Regions from separate parts of the Hordeum vulgare genome. Here regions 2 and 3 are each linked to region 1. The links are chromatin contacts, called in public Hi-C maps. All regions are on one chromosome and are shown on one strand. The core of a region is the stretch at or near the end of the contact, and the rest is flanking DNA. Distances in the headings are between cores, read along the strand shown.

Region 1 (4,676 bases), core at 880-3,379:
GACATCGACAGATTAAGAAGATCAAGCAACTCTTCATCTGAGACATCACCTATCTGCCAAAATAACTAGGGGTTATTTACAGGTTCTAAGAAGGAAAAAAGGATAACATATTTTCTGATGATATATATAAAGTTAGAAAGCTTGAGTAAATCAACTTACCAAGTCATATGTTACTGATTTGCTGATTCTTTTTCCTAGCAGAGTTAGTTGGTCAAGCATTTGGACTGCATCCCGAATGGAACCACTGGCCTTGCGAGCAAGAAGCTCCAGCGCTTCGACTTCAAACTCCATACCTTCTTTTGTGCAGATCTGGCTCAACCGGTGGACAATCTCTGTGTCGTCTATCTTGCAAAACCTATAGCTCTGGCACCATCCAGCAGAGTTGTTTGGTAGTTTATCGATGTCGGACGTTATCATGACAAATATTGAGCTCGCAGGGATCCCTTCAAGGCTGCTGTAGATGGAGTACCATCCCTCCTTATCCATATGTTGGCAATCATCTACAATAAGTACCTTGAAGTGCGAAGAAGCAGGAACTTCACAGGCATTCCTGAGCAAGACAGCAACCCTAGATTTGCAATCCAGTTTGGAAGCATCAACCTCAACCACACTGCTGCTGTTTCCTGAGAATATGACCACGCATTCCTCGCAGTGCCCACAAGGTTGGTTCCCACCTGGAGAGAGGCAATTCAGCGCCGCTGCGAATACTCTAGCCGCGGATGTCTTGCCAATGCCGTGCTGACCATGGAGGAGATAGATTGGAGCAAGTTTTCCTTGAGAAACAGCATTTGAAAGAGACTGTGCAACAACATTCTGTCCAGCCAGCTCAGAGAAAGACTTCGGCCGGTACTTCTGGAGCAAGCTTCTCGCGCCTTCCTGGGGCTCACTCCGACCGAGCTCTTCCCCTTCGATCACCAGAGAGAAAGCCCTGTCCTTGGCCGCCCTCGACATCCCGGAGATCGCAGAGCAGCAGTTCTGGTTATGAAGCGCCGCCTTCACCCTCGCGTTGGCCTTGATTATGTTGATCGGCGAGTTGGCTAGGCGGCCGCCAAACTCCTCCCTCCTCCTCTGAACATGATCATACATGTTGTAGCTGAAGCTGTGCCTGCCATAATTGCTTGCCTCGACGTCATCTTCCTCGAGGGAACACCCTTCCCATATGGTCTTCTTAGCCGAGTACTTGGCCAGCGAGTTGGTGTCTGGGTCCCTCAGAGATCTGGACCTCATGACGGCGACTAGAGCCCTCGAAATCGGGATGTCAACCGAATGCCTCCTCCCCTCAATCATCTTGCAAAGCTTCCAACCAACTCCACACGCTGATTCTACGACTGAAGACTGCAGACTGCTGAATCCTGCAATGCGGACGAGTGTTCAGGAACAATTTTGATTTATGACAAGGAAAGCACATGCACTGCACGTCTGCAAACTAGTAACACAAAATTTTGAAACATGAAGCAGATTCCCCCATCTAAAATTTCCATCTATTTTTAGATTGTTGGTAACTGGAAATGCAGGCCATGTACTGCGATTTTTTAGGAAACAAACTCCCTCCCGCTGCGATTTACCCTAAACAGCATTTACCGCGCAGACAATCAATCTTTGGGAGCAAAAAAGGATAGAAATTGGGCGTACGGGTTTGAGCAAATCAATCTTGCTGCACCAGTGATTGAGCAAATCAATCTTGCTGCACCGGTGGTTTTGAGCAAATCGTGAATGCAGAATGCATCTAAGAAGAAAAAACAAGAGGAGAGAAAAAACAACCTGGGAATTGAGGTTGTTGGAAGAAAAAAACCTGGGAGCGGGGGGATTAAAAAAAAGAGAGGGGAGCGCAATTCCCCGTAGAGGAATGCACCACCTCAAAGAAGGAAAATAGTAAAACGAAAGATGAGAGCATCTCGGCGACACGCGAACCGAATAACCAGAAGAGCAGGAACAGAAGAGGAAAGGTGGGGATTCGAACCGAAAGAATGCTTACCCTACGCCCCTGCCACCCCGAAGCCGTCCACCGCCGCCGCCGACGAGGAGGAGGAGGAGACGAAAACCGGCACAGCCTTTAGGCACCGTCACCGCCACACCCGACCGCTGCGCTCCAGCCCGCTCCCGGTATTTAGCACCACCGCCACCACCGCCGCATTAATAACGCGAGCGAGGGGGAGGGAAGGGAGCTAGGGCCGCAGGAGCAAGAAGAAGACGAGGGGCAGCGCAGTGGCAGAGCGCGTAAATACGTCCGAAGTCGACGGATGGTTAACACCGCGAGAGGCCTGGGCGGAGACTTGAGTAGAGGAAATCGGAGGCCGGCCGCGCCTCGGGCCGCCTGCCATCGCCCGTCGGTGGCTCTACGGCCGTAGATACCTGTGAAAAGAAGGGGTATGCTCGTCTTTTGGCGAGAGGATCGCACGGCTCCGTCACGGCCGGCCGAATCGTAACGGAGCGTGAGAGATGTTGCGGGGAGGGGGTGGCGTGGGATTTACTGTTGCTGATGCCGGGGGCGGGGGCTCGTGACCCCACCGCTCTGCTCGTCCTCTCTTCGTCCTTTACTGCAAAATAACTCTGTTTCGCCCAAAAGCAAAATTTGGCTTTCCTGGCATGGCCTCATTTTCCCCCCTTCCTCCGTAAATTCACATCATGCGTTTAAATAGTGGAAAAACCCGTGTGTGTTCCAAACGCTACTAATTGCCTTTTATAAGACGGGTTTTTTAAAACTCTTCTATTTATAAGACGGAATTATAATTGGAGGAGATTTGTTTATCATCTGATTTGGAGCATGCCCATGTTACGGAATTGTGATGCTCCTACTGTTTCTGTTTTTTTTTTTTTTTGACAACGTTCAACTGTTTCTGTTTTGTATGCAGCATCGTCAGAGTTTGTTTCTTGTGCCAGGCTAGGAGGATGGATGTCCGGGACCTTCTTTTTTCTCCACAGCACATGTTCGTCGTAGTATTATTTATCTCTCTTCTTTTGACGGGGATACGACACAGGGGGGACCAAGGTTAGTTGGGTACGACGACGTGTTTACTCGTTTTCTAATCACCATTTCATTACTACTGCTAGTGATTAGGCAATGGCAGGGCGTTGATGATGAGCTAACTAGTCTCGACTCCTCTGCTCACTGCGCTGCTGAAACAAATGTGGCTTTAATCATGAGATTAGCCCACCCATTAAGATATGATCGCATCATCATGTCCGAATCTACTCCAAGATAAGCATTCCCAAATCAGACAGTTCCGCATGCTTATATGTTTTTCATTGAAAATATATGAGGTTATGCCGGCCTGTGTTCTTAATCATACTAGATCAGTACGGTACGTTCCTGTGATTAAAAACAAGAGCCTAAGGGCCTAACGGCGACAGTATAGCTTGCCGTGAAAAGGTCCCACTGTTTGGTTTGACCCTTTCGTTTAGCTTCCGTAAAACCTAGCATGGTCTGGGAACAATATTTGATGATACTAACCTAAGGTTTCAGTATTGAGCTACGTATAATATGAATCAGCATGACAAAGTATGATCATATACTACTACTAATGCAATATAGACGACAAAGTGCAGAGCCTCTACAGTGAGAATTGCTGGAATGGGCTGGAATGGAATCCCATGCGTGCAATTCCGCTACAGACATATGGCAGCAAAAGCTGGAAAAGAATCCTATATCGTTCTTCCATACTCCATGCTCCATGCCATCTCTCTCTCATTTTCCTCTACTATCTTGTTTGTGAAAAAGATGCACATGCACGAGCTGTGGAAGTCCGCTGTACAGAGAGAAGGTGGCTATGTGGTGCGCTGTGTGACTGTTGGAGCAGACAGGGCAAGAAGAAGTGTTGCATCCATCTGTCCACGAGACGGCAAATGGCAAGCGTAAAATCAAGCTTTCCTTGAGACGGAGGAGAACCCCTCTTTACTGAACAGCATTGACTGGACACTGGTCAGTGTATGGTAATATTTGCTGCTACAGTTGAAGATCTCCATGGAGGCAGCAGACGAAGATTTTGTCAGGGCGTAAACGCCCCATCATCAATGGAGTCCTTTCCCTAGTTCTGAACCCCTGGGGAGAAATTTATGGAGGGGGTAGACTTGAGGTTCGGATTCACATGGACCACTTGAACATGCGAGGCCAATTTTTTTCTGTTCTAACCTAAAGCCTAAAATAATTACAGATTCGATCCTAGTTTAAAAATAAACTCAAATATAATCTCTTTACGTGATGTCATCCATCGTGGCGTTTGGGTTGCCTAGGAGACGCCACACATCCCGGCGTCTGACACGGGCCCGCTTTCATTCCCTCCTTCCGTTGATCGGCTAATGTGGCAAAGGTCCAGACGCCAGGGGCCACGAAGTCTGGACCCGACCAGAACGCCAGGACTCATGGCGTCTCGCCCCTGAGCCAGCACCTGTTTTTCTTCCCCTCCCCGAGGCCCAAACGTCATGGTCTGTAGTTCACAAATTAAAGATAACATATCAAGTGCACTTCACTTCACTTCCTTCTTCCTCTCTTCGTGGCTTTCCCTTTTCTGGTAGGCACTTCCTCCTCCTCTTGTTCGCTAGACTCCTCTTCTCCCTCTGCCTCTTCCTCTTCTATATCTTCCTCCTCTTCCTCTTCCTCGTCTTCCTCTTATTCAATATACCTCACCCCCTTAGGCAAATTCTTACAATTATACTCCGGACTACCAATCCGAGAATTT
Region 2 (4,676 bases), core at 1,373-3,872, 830 kb before region 1:
GAAGCTTTTTTTTTTTTTTTTTGCCATGGCTTTCTTTTTCTCCCGTGGCTTGAAGCTCTGAGCAGCTGACAAACCATGTTATGTACAGAGCGGATGTGTCTCCCATTGTTTTGTCTTCATTTCTTCACTTTGCCAGCCTTCTGAATACCAAATAAAAGAAATGAGACTTGAAAAAAACAAACTCAAATACAGGTGCAGTGGGTGGGCCTGATGTTAGGCGTTCAGTCGGACGCGGAGCTGCTGTCTGCTCTTTGCTGACGCAAAACTCCAGAAGCAATCTTCCGCCGCTGTGCTGGAGCATTCGACCGTTCTGCAAGTAAGCCCCAGCCGCATGCACGGCACGGTCGCCAACTCGACGAATGGCCACGAGACGAAGCAGCAGAAGAAGGGCATCCCCAATCATACGCCTAATAATACCAAAAACCCGCGTGGCAAAACGAAATGTCTCATCTCCATTCGTCGTTTATGTCCTTTTTTTGTTCTTACTTATCATAACCAGCACGCTTTAAAACGTGGAATCATTCCTTACCTTTTTTTTTCCTTTTGAAAGAGCGAGTTGAAAAGCATCAGCTGTAACTTTGCCGACACCGAAGCCGATACCAACTGTCACTAGTCCGTCTTGGCTGCATCTAAGTGTTCACCTACTCTCGGTTTTCAGCCAGTTTTCCTTGTAAACTGGTCAATTCTCTTGTCGGAAAAATAAGTGTTGACCCACTCGATCAGTTTAGCATGTACCAATTGGTTTAAATGATCATGCATCTTGCTTTTGAAGAAAATGGGGAAAAGTTCCGGATTTTGGAACCACTGCAAAATATAGCCATAAGTTACCGAGTTTAGATCATTTATCAGGATATGGAACTGCCAATTTGTACCACCAATGAATTCATTCATACACAAAGAAGAGGGGAAAATGAACTCTGTCTACTTGTAGTTGCAGGGGAATTTGGCCTATTATGGGCCCACTATAAATCAGCCCCGTGTGCTTCCTCCAAGCTGCACATTGCAGCTTCCCGTAACCAAAAATAACATAAAAATAAAGTTGCACACTGCAGCTCTCAAAATAGAAATGGATGAAAAGATCACTAGATAAAGTCTTTGGAACAGAAAACTATCAATTTCAATTCCAATGGAAGGCACATGGCGTTGAGCCATTACAGCAAACTGGCAATTCTATACGAATTACACACCAGAGAGATCGCACATAACATTCATCAGAGTTTTCGATGCCGAAGATGCGTGTTCAGCCTACCTATCCAAGTCTTCCCTCCTCCTAAATGAATTATGGATCCCCACAAAATAAGTTAAGTCCTCCTCCAACTACAGAAATACAGTATAACTGAAGTTGCATGGTCAGAATTCTTTGTCAGACAAAACATGGATGAATGTAGCTTCTTGGTTCATCTGAAAGAAGGAAACTCTCCTCCAGGAAGCTCCCAGTTGTCACGCCCATCATCGTCCGTGGTACCCTCCTTCGACTCCTGCTCATCGTCAAATGGATATGGACCCTTGAAGCGCCTGCCAGACAAAACTATTAGCACCAATTAAGCAATCAAGAAGAAAAATGGTAAAGTCGAAATGAACTCGAGGGATCACTATGTACAATCGTGTACTTTACAACCGCTGACAGGCCCCTTGCACACTACAAAGTCTAGTTTAAACTCTGCTACACGATTCTTCAACGAATAATCGACTTGGAATCTAGTACAGGTTTCGTTTCTATGTACTGTAAATGCACACTATTAACCTGAATTCATGATAAACACTTGAGGGATCCAAATAATGTGCACAGATACACAGCTGAACATAAATTTCATGATCACTTCCATTCAGAACTAATAGTTTGTGGTACATAATACAGCTACAGTGATTGGTTCAATCGCTACCCTGAAATATATATGTACGGTGGTCTGATGTGGCATGAGTTTGCTGCTTAATTTCGATGTCACGTCGAGTTCATATGTGGATGGTTGCTAACATGGAAGACACATAATTGTACAGCATTAATCACTAATCATGTGATCTGTAGCACTTAAAATGGACAGGACAATGGAGCAACCATTTATAGTGAGAGCGGATGAAGATGAACCCGGGGAGGGGGGAGGCCCAAAGGCGGGTCACGGGATTAAGCAACAGGTGGATGGATCGAGCAGGGGCGCACCTGCGGCTGAGCCTCCATGCGGCGTCGCGGGACTTTCGCTTGCGCTTGTCCCGCGCATCCTCGTGCCACCGCCGCCGCCTGACCTCGTGCATGACGCCGGCCCGCCCCACCTCCCGCGTGAACTGCCGCAGCAGATCGCCCCCGTCCACGTACTCGTCTCCCGCGTCCACCTTCGCGTTGTGGTATTTGGGGTTGGCCGCCGGCGCCCACGGCGAGGAGGGGGCCGAGGCGGAGATCGAGAGGGAGAGAGCGACGGTAGGAGGCGATCCACGCGGGAAGGAGGCGACCGTGGTCCGTGATCCCGCGTGGAGGAGAGCATGTGGTGCTGGCGGTGAGAAGAAGGATCGTGCGGCGGCCGTGGTTGGCATGGTGGTAGACAGGTGGTGCGCGCCGGCGACGGACGGGAACAGGGTGGTGGGCTTTGGGGTTTCGGCCGGGTCGAGAAAGTAGAAAACCTACTTGTACTATAGTTGGGCTTACATTTGGGCGCTTTTCTTTTAGAACAACTAGAATTGGGCTTAGAGCATCTCCACCGACCAATAGCCCCTAGGTCTTTTTTTTTATCGTCGACGTTAAAAAAAAAAAGCCAAGTCGCATTTTTAGGACCTTGTTTTTCGTTGGTTTGGATCGAAATTGACGCCGATGGACCCAGGCCGAATCCAGCACGCTGGGGGCGCGTGTGGGCGCCGACTGAAGCAAAAAGTTGCGTGGGGCCGCACTATCGGCGACACTCGTCGATTTTCCCGGCGTTTGTGCCTTTTCCCTCCCTTTCCCTTCCCATCATCCACATCCCCCCTCCTCGTTCCCTCCATTCTCTCCATCTTCTCTCCCGCAGTGCTGTCGAAGAAGTACGCCGCCCCTTGCCAAGCCATCGAACCCGCCACACCAAAGGCGAGGACGCCGATGCCAAGGCCCGCAGGCTTGACAAACGCGCGGTGGAAGATCGACGTTGATCGGAGGGCGGCGGTGACCACCTATCGGCGGAATAGTCTCATCATGAAGAAATTCAGGGATGCAGCAGCGGAGCAGGAGGCGACGCCTCGCTCGACCATGGCGATCGAGCGCCCGATCTTTCCGCGTCAATAGGAGAGCTCGTTTCCACAAGGCGCGTGAGGTAGCCAGCAGAGCGTCGCATCACCGGCCAACTTCCCATCGTCGGTGTGGGGCTACGCGCCCTCCAAGCCAGAATATGTCGACGACGATGCTCTCAGCGGCTTCAACACCAACACCACCTTCCCGCGCACGCCTTCCGTGTTCACCGCCAGCCACAACACCCAGTACGGCTACTCGTCGACGTACTCGGTTCGTCTACGACGGGTCTGTGCCGTGCCCCCTGCCTTTCGCGCCGGGTTCAATGCCACAATTCAGCAATGGCGACGCCGAGATGAAGGAGATCATCAACAACGGCTCAACAGCCGCCGCTTCGTGCCCCTGGTTCAGCACACAAGAGGAACCGCTGGAAATCGGCGACGACATGGATGAGGAGGACGTGGTGGAGGAGGAAGAACCGACAGAGCTGGAGCCGGCGAGGAGCAAGGGGAGAAAGAAGAAGAAACGAGCGACCAACAGGAAGACGACTGAGACTCGCGTCAAGTGGACGGCGAAGGAAGACGAGTGCCTCGCCGAAGCATGGAAGACTATCAGCATCGACCCAATTACCGGTGCGAACCAGACCACCGATACGTACTCGAGAAAGATCAAGACGGCGTTCGACGAGCGCAAGTTGGTCGACCCCGAGTTCGCCGGCATACACATGGAGCGCGGCGACAAGGCCTTGTCCAACCATTGGGCGAGCATCTAACTAGCGTGCAACAAGTGGCATGGGATTCAGGAAGAGGTGATGGACTGCCCAGAGAGTGGTGCCAACATCGACTGACATGTATGTCCATGGCTCACCGGTCCGTGATCTTGAAAGCACATATGCTCCCTTGGTGGTTTTGATAATTCATGACAACATACATTGTCTCTTGGACTAATAATTTTACCAGATATTTCAGGTTTAATCCATGGAGAGCTTTGGGTAAAGGTTTATGTGGAGATGCCCCTTGATGCAAAAAAGGAATAATATTGGCTCAAGCTTCAAGCTAGAAGACTCTTCATTTTATATTTGTGAGAAATCACTTTTGAGCCCATAGGAAAGCCAATACTATTAAAAGGGGGTGAGGTAGTAAAATGAACTGATTGCTCAAAGTGCTCAAAGTTAGCCACCAAAATACTCAGACATTTTCCCACATATCCATTCTGTCAAAATCCACATACTCAAATTCGGTGTCACCAACTTCCAAATTTCGGACCCACCGAGTTTGACCCGAGACAAAAACCCTAGCCATTCCCACCAAATCGGTGCAACCGAATCCATATCGGTGCTGCTGATTTCAATGTGACTAACATTCTATTGCCAAGATACACAAAATCGGAATTTCCGAATTTGGGTATCGGTGCCACCGAGTTTGGCCATCTGACCGTTAGACACCTTTTTGGTGCCGCCGAGTTGTGTATATCGGTCCCACTAAGATTC
Region 3 (4,676 bases), core at 1,045-3,544, 670 kb after region 1:
GCTCACCCTCTCTAGTCCGCATTCCTGAAGGGCAGGCGGATTCATGATGGGATTCTTGCCCTCCATGAGATTGTCCACGAGGTGGCGTCCAAGGGACTCAAGGGGGTCTTCCTCAAATTGGACTTCCAGAAGGCGTATGACCGCCTGGACTGGTCCTTTTTGAGGATGGTGATGCAACATCGCGGATTTGACTAGAGGTTGTGCTCCTGGATCATGCAGCTGGTTAGATCCGGTAGCACAACGATCAATGTTAATGGGGAAGTGGGCCCCTTTTTCCAGGCTTCCAGGGGGGTCAAACAAGGTGACCCTGTTTCCCCCCTGCTTTTTAATCTCGCTGTCGACGCCCTCGCCGGCATCCTGGATAAGGCAAAGCTCGCCGGGCATATTCAGGGGGTGGTTGGTCACCTCATCTCGGGTGGTGGTGTATCTCACCTCCAATATGCGGATGACACCATGATCATGGTCACAGGCTCCGACTCGGACATTGCTAATCTTAAGTTCCTTTTACTCTGCTTTGAGGAAATGTCTGGACTTAAGATTAACTTTGATAAGAGTGAGGTGGTGGTCCTGGGATACTCCGAGGCTAAGCAGCACAGGATCGCAGACAACCTTAACTGCAAACTGGCTGTCCTCCCCATCTCTTATTTGGGGATGCCTCTTGCCAAGTCCAGAATTTTGGTCAATGGGTTTGATCCGCTTGTGGGACGAGTAACGTCCCGTGCGGAGCCCTGGTGTGGCAGGTTCACATCTAAAGGAAGCAAGTTTGTCCTCATTAGCTCTAACCTTGCGAGTCTCCCCGTGTATTTGATGGGGATGTATATTCTGCTCGAAGGGGTGCACAGCGCCTTTGATAAGGAGTTGGCTAGGTTCTTCTGGCAGGCAGGGGATGGTAGACCCAAATACCACATGGTAAAATGGGCTGATATTTGCCTGCCAAAGGACCGAGGAGGCTTGGGCATTCCAGCTTCCTGCCGCATGAACGGTTCTCTCATGCTTCGCTGGGTGTGGCGGATCCTGCAGGGAGACGGGGGGCTGTGGCTTCAACTGATTGAGGCTAAGTACCTGCAGGGCAGGCCCCTCTTGGCCTGCTCGCTCGCGTCTGGGTCGCAGTTCTGGAAATCCATTCAGGGCATCAAGAACGACATTAGACTGGGTCTGCGGATCTCGGTGGGTAATGGGGCAGAGACCCAGTTTTGGCTAGACCCCTGGATGGATGGCGAACCCTTACGCTCGCGCTTCCCGAGGCTCTTGCTATTTGCGACGACCCTACCGTCCTTGTCTCTGCGTCTGCTGTGGAGGACGGATGGCAGGTTGCGTTCCGCCGTCCCCTCGGCCCAGCTAAGGTCGAGGACTAGGAACTCCTGCAGGCGGTGGTTCCCCTCCCTGCCTTGTCGTCCAGAGATAGTGTTTCCTGGAGTCTTTCTCCCTCAGGAGAATTCTCCGTTAGTTCGGCCTATTTGGCTTTGTGTAGGATGCCTGTCCTTCCGTGGATATCCCCACTTTGGAAGGCACCGTTGCCCCTGAAGATCAAGATTTTCGTTTGGCAGCTTCTTCGAGATCGTCTGCCTTCAGGGACGGAGGTGTTGAAACGCCATGGTCCGGGTAACGGCATTTGTCCGTTGTGCCATGTCCCGGAGACCGGCGCTCACATTTTGTTCTCCCGCGTCGCGGCACAGGCCCTTTGGTGCTTTGTTCGCGAGGCCCTCGGACCGGAATGGGTGGCCTCGGACCTTGCAGATTTCCTGCAGGTACGGGCCACCCAGGTCGGCCGTAAGCGCCGACTGTTCTGGCTGCTATTCGCAGCTATGATGTGGACCCTTTGGACTACTCGCAACAAAATGGTGATTGAAAGGATCTTTCAGCGACGTGCTTTTGACTCGTTCTTCAAATTCCTTGCCTTTTTACAGCTTTGACATCCGCTCGTTAGGACCCAAGACCGCGGCAGGCTTCAGCGATACCTGGATGCGCTGATGGCAGCTGCCCGGCGGCTCGCCGCTCCATGGGTGCACCTTAGCCGCCCCTCCGTTGGCATTTTTGGTTTCTTTTCCTTTCTTGGGCAGGAATGTGCTGGTGCCCCAGCATTTCCTACGTTTGCACTTTGTTGGTTTGTATTGTTTAGATGCTGGACTATGTGCTTTATCTATAAAGCGGGACGAAAACGTGTTTCGAGATTAAGGTCAAGACGTAGCACCGGCGTTAAAGTCGCAACGGCGACGATGTGAACGCCCACCCCATCACAAAACCTCCGTGAAGCCGTTAAAACCCCACCCTACCAGATCCCGTAGGACCCCGAGCACCGCAATCCGGCCAGCCAATGGGGCGTCGCCATGTCAGTAAAACTTGGCCACGTCCGCGCAGGATCATGGAAAAAGCGCCTCGCCTTTGCTGGCCCCGCGCCACCCTGCTCGCGGCCGCGGGAGATCCCCTCGCTTTCCCTCCAAATAGCTTCTCCCGTGCTCATGTTCCCATGCTTGTCGCCCATTTTGCAGGGAGCACCTTGAGGTTGTAGTGAAGTATTTCCGAGGCCATGGCTAGCGGCGGCGGCGGCGGCCGGCGGCGAGGGTCGCGCCGGGCCAAGGTGAAGAAGAAGAAGAAGACCAAGTACCTCAGCCTCAGCCGCCACCTCGCCAAGGCGGTGGAGGTCGACAAGCCTGCCGAATCTCTGTCGGCGGAGGATTCCTTGCCGCCACCCTCGGCTTTGGCGTCGCCGTCCACGGAGGAGGCGGTGGAGGATGGATGCGGGCACGAGCAGCAGCAGCAGCAGCAGCAGCAGCTCGAGCCGTTCGCGCTGCATCCTGAGGCGCCGTCGACTCTCTTCGCGGCGGCGCCGTCGCTCACTGACATCCTCGGCCTGTCCTCCTCCTCCTTTTCCGGCGGCGGCGAAGGGGATTCGCCCTCGTGCACCCCCTCCCCGGACGCCTCCGCGGGGACTGCTGGCGGGGAGGAGGACCTTGCGCGGCGCGCGCTCCGGGGGAGGGAGCGGTGGGTGTACTGCAGGAGCAGCTCCTCTTCGCCTAGCGCGGCCACCGCGACGACCACCACGTCATCCTCGTGCTCCTCGGCCGCGAGCACGGGCGCCGCCTCCGCGCGGTCGCCGCTGCTCAAGCTGGACTACGACGAGATCCTGGCCGCCTGGGCGGGCCGCGGGTCCCTCTACATCGACGGCGCGGCGGGCCACGTGACGCCCAAGCTGGAGCTTGGTTCTGTAAGCCTAAGACCCCCTTTATCTTCTCGGACTCGGGGGGACGATGCGCGCTCGTGAATCCTGACACGGAGTCTCGTTGCGTTGCAGGAGGTGTTCGTGGATGTGGCGCCGCCGCGGCAGGCGGCGACGTGGAGCTCGCCGGAGGTGTCCGGGAGGGCGGAGCGGGTGAGGCGGTATAAGGAGAAGCGACATGCCCGGCTGTTCTCGAAGCGGATCCGGTACGAGGTACGCCGGCTCAATGCCGTCAAGCGGCCGCGCTTGAAGGTAATTCTTCGCATCGCGTTCTGCCGTATCTGAACCTGTTGCAGTTTCCTTATCGTGTCTGTGATCTAGCAATATGTGTGGGTACATACTGCATCAGTAATGATCTGAACTGCTAAATGGCGTTGATGGGAATCTGGGATAGAGGTTGATCAGATTCTATACCTCCGGGAATCTGGGTGTAGATCGTGGATTAGAGATCCAGCTTCTGGTCCCAGCAACAATTGAATGAACTTATCATACAGAACTGAAGCTCTCCACATGGCTATGTAAAGATAACCTCGAAATTATGGTCCCGCGCTGACCTTCTTCATTTGACGATTACCAAGAATTCACACATCACTTGGAATGAATCGAACACTGCGCCTTAAGTATCTTTCTGCTCTTGTACCTAATTTCCGGCAAACACGAGACAGTACTCCTGGTGGTTCTGGCTTGTGCATTTGATATTTTGGGTGTGCAGACTACTAATGCATCACAGGGACTAGTCTGTTACTCCAGTTTGTTTCATCAATCTCATTCTAACAAGCTGTGTGCATCTTGTTTCACTTAACAGGGTCGTTTCATCAAGGATAAGGAGGGTGTTGCAATGGCCAACTGAGGCGAGCTGCGGCCTTCATCATAAAGACCTTGCCTCATCCAGTTACAAGAATGGTTCATGAGCCCATTCCATTCCATCTGTAAAATGTAAATGATCAGGTTAGTCTCCAGGCTGCCATATACCCAAACCGGATTTGTTGAATCGATCTGCCGCTTCCTGGTCAAGCGGCAAGCTAATTGTGGTCGCTGCGGATCGTGTTATTTGGCAGTTTTGTTGTAGGATGAAAATAATAGAACTTGATTTGGTCATAAATTTCGCTGCGGCACTGCACTTTTGATTCAGTTTTTGGCGAAGGTTCTGCAGTCCCGTGAACTTTCAGATCTTCAGATGATCAGCTACAATTTGTCTAAATTGTTGATGTTTATGTTTACACGAACTTACTGATATTTGTACCCTTCAGAATCTCACGGTCTGTGCCGTCTGATCGGCGTAAAGATGAACTGTATTTGTCAACATAGGAAAGATCATGCACTGATTTGCTGGCTTAGATCGAGAGTTTTCTGCTACTGTTGGGTGAAAAAAGATTTGGTTCGTTGTGCCGTTCTGTATTTCTGTTCTGTCAGTCGGTGTTAAGATCAGGTCATGTGACCGCTGGTCTGATTTTGTTCT

What was found. A called contact is a pair of places that touch in the nucleus more often than the background predicts.
Region 2: a contact with region 1 is called in a Hi-C map of seedling, with 3 times the contacts expected there. The contact joins the promoter of LOC123408538 here to the promoter of LOC123408728 in region 1. A contact is called at or near these places in 1 of 6 Hi-C or Micro-C datasets (seedling) and 1 of 1 datasets of contacts at active chromatin or transcription factors (embryo).
Region 3: a Hi-C map of seedling shows a contact between it and region 1, with 4 times the contacts expected there. The contact joins the promoter of LOC123411474 here to the promoter of LOC123408728 in region 1. A contact is called at or near these places in 3 of 6 Hi-C or Micro-C datasets (leaf and seedling).

The regions. Positions count from the first base shown.
Region 1 is chr7H:416,945,315-416,949,990 of MorexV3_pseudomolecules_assembly, forward strand. It overlaps LOC123408728 (protein STICHEL-like 2), which reads right to left and starts at 2,130. Exons shown (of 6, transcript XM_045101780.1): 1 at 1,976-2,130; 2 at 160-1,352; 3 at 1-53. The coding sequence starts at 1,287.
Region 2 is chr7H:416,116,449-416,121,124 of MorexV3_pseudomolecules_assembly, forward strand. It overlaps LOC123408538, which reads right to left and starts at 2,623. Exons shown (of 2, transcript XM_045101624.1): 1 at 2,057-2,623; 2 at 1,068-1,515. The coding sequence starts at 2,526. The coding sequence ends at 1,398.
Region 3 is chr7H:417,618,622-417,623,297 of MorexV3_pseudomolecules_assembly, forward strand. LOC123411474 reads left to right here and starts at 2,295. Exons shown (of 3, transcript XM_045104423.1): 1 at 2,295-3,205; 2 at 3,293-3,430; 3 at 4,023-4,348. The coding sequence starts at 2,528. The coding sequence ends at 4,067.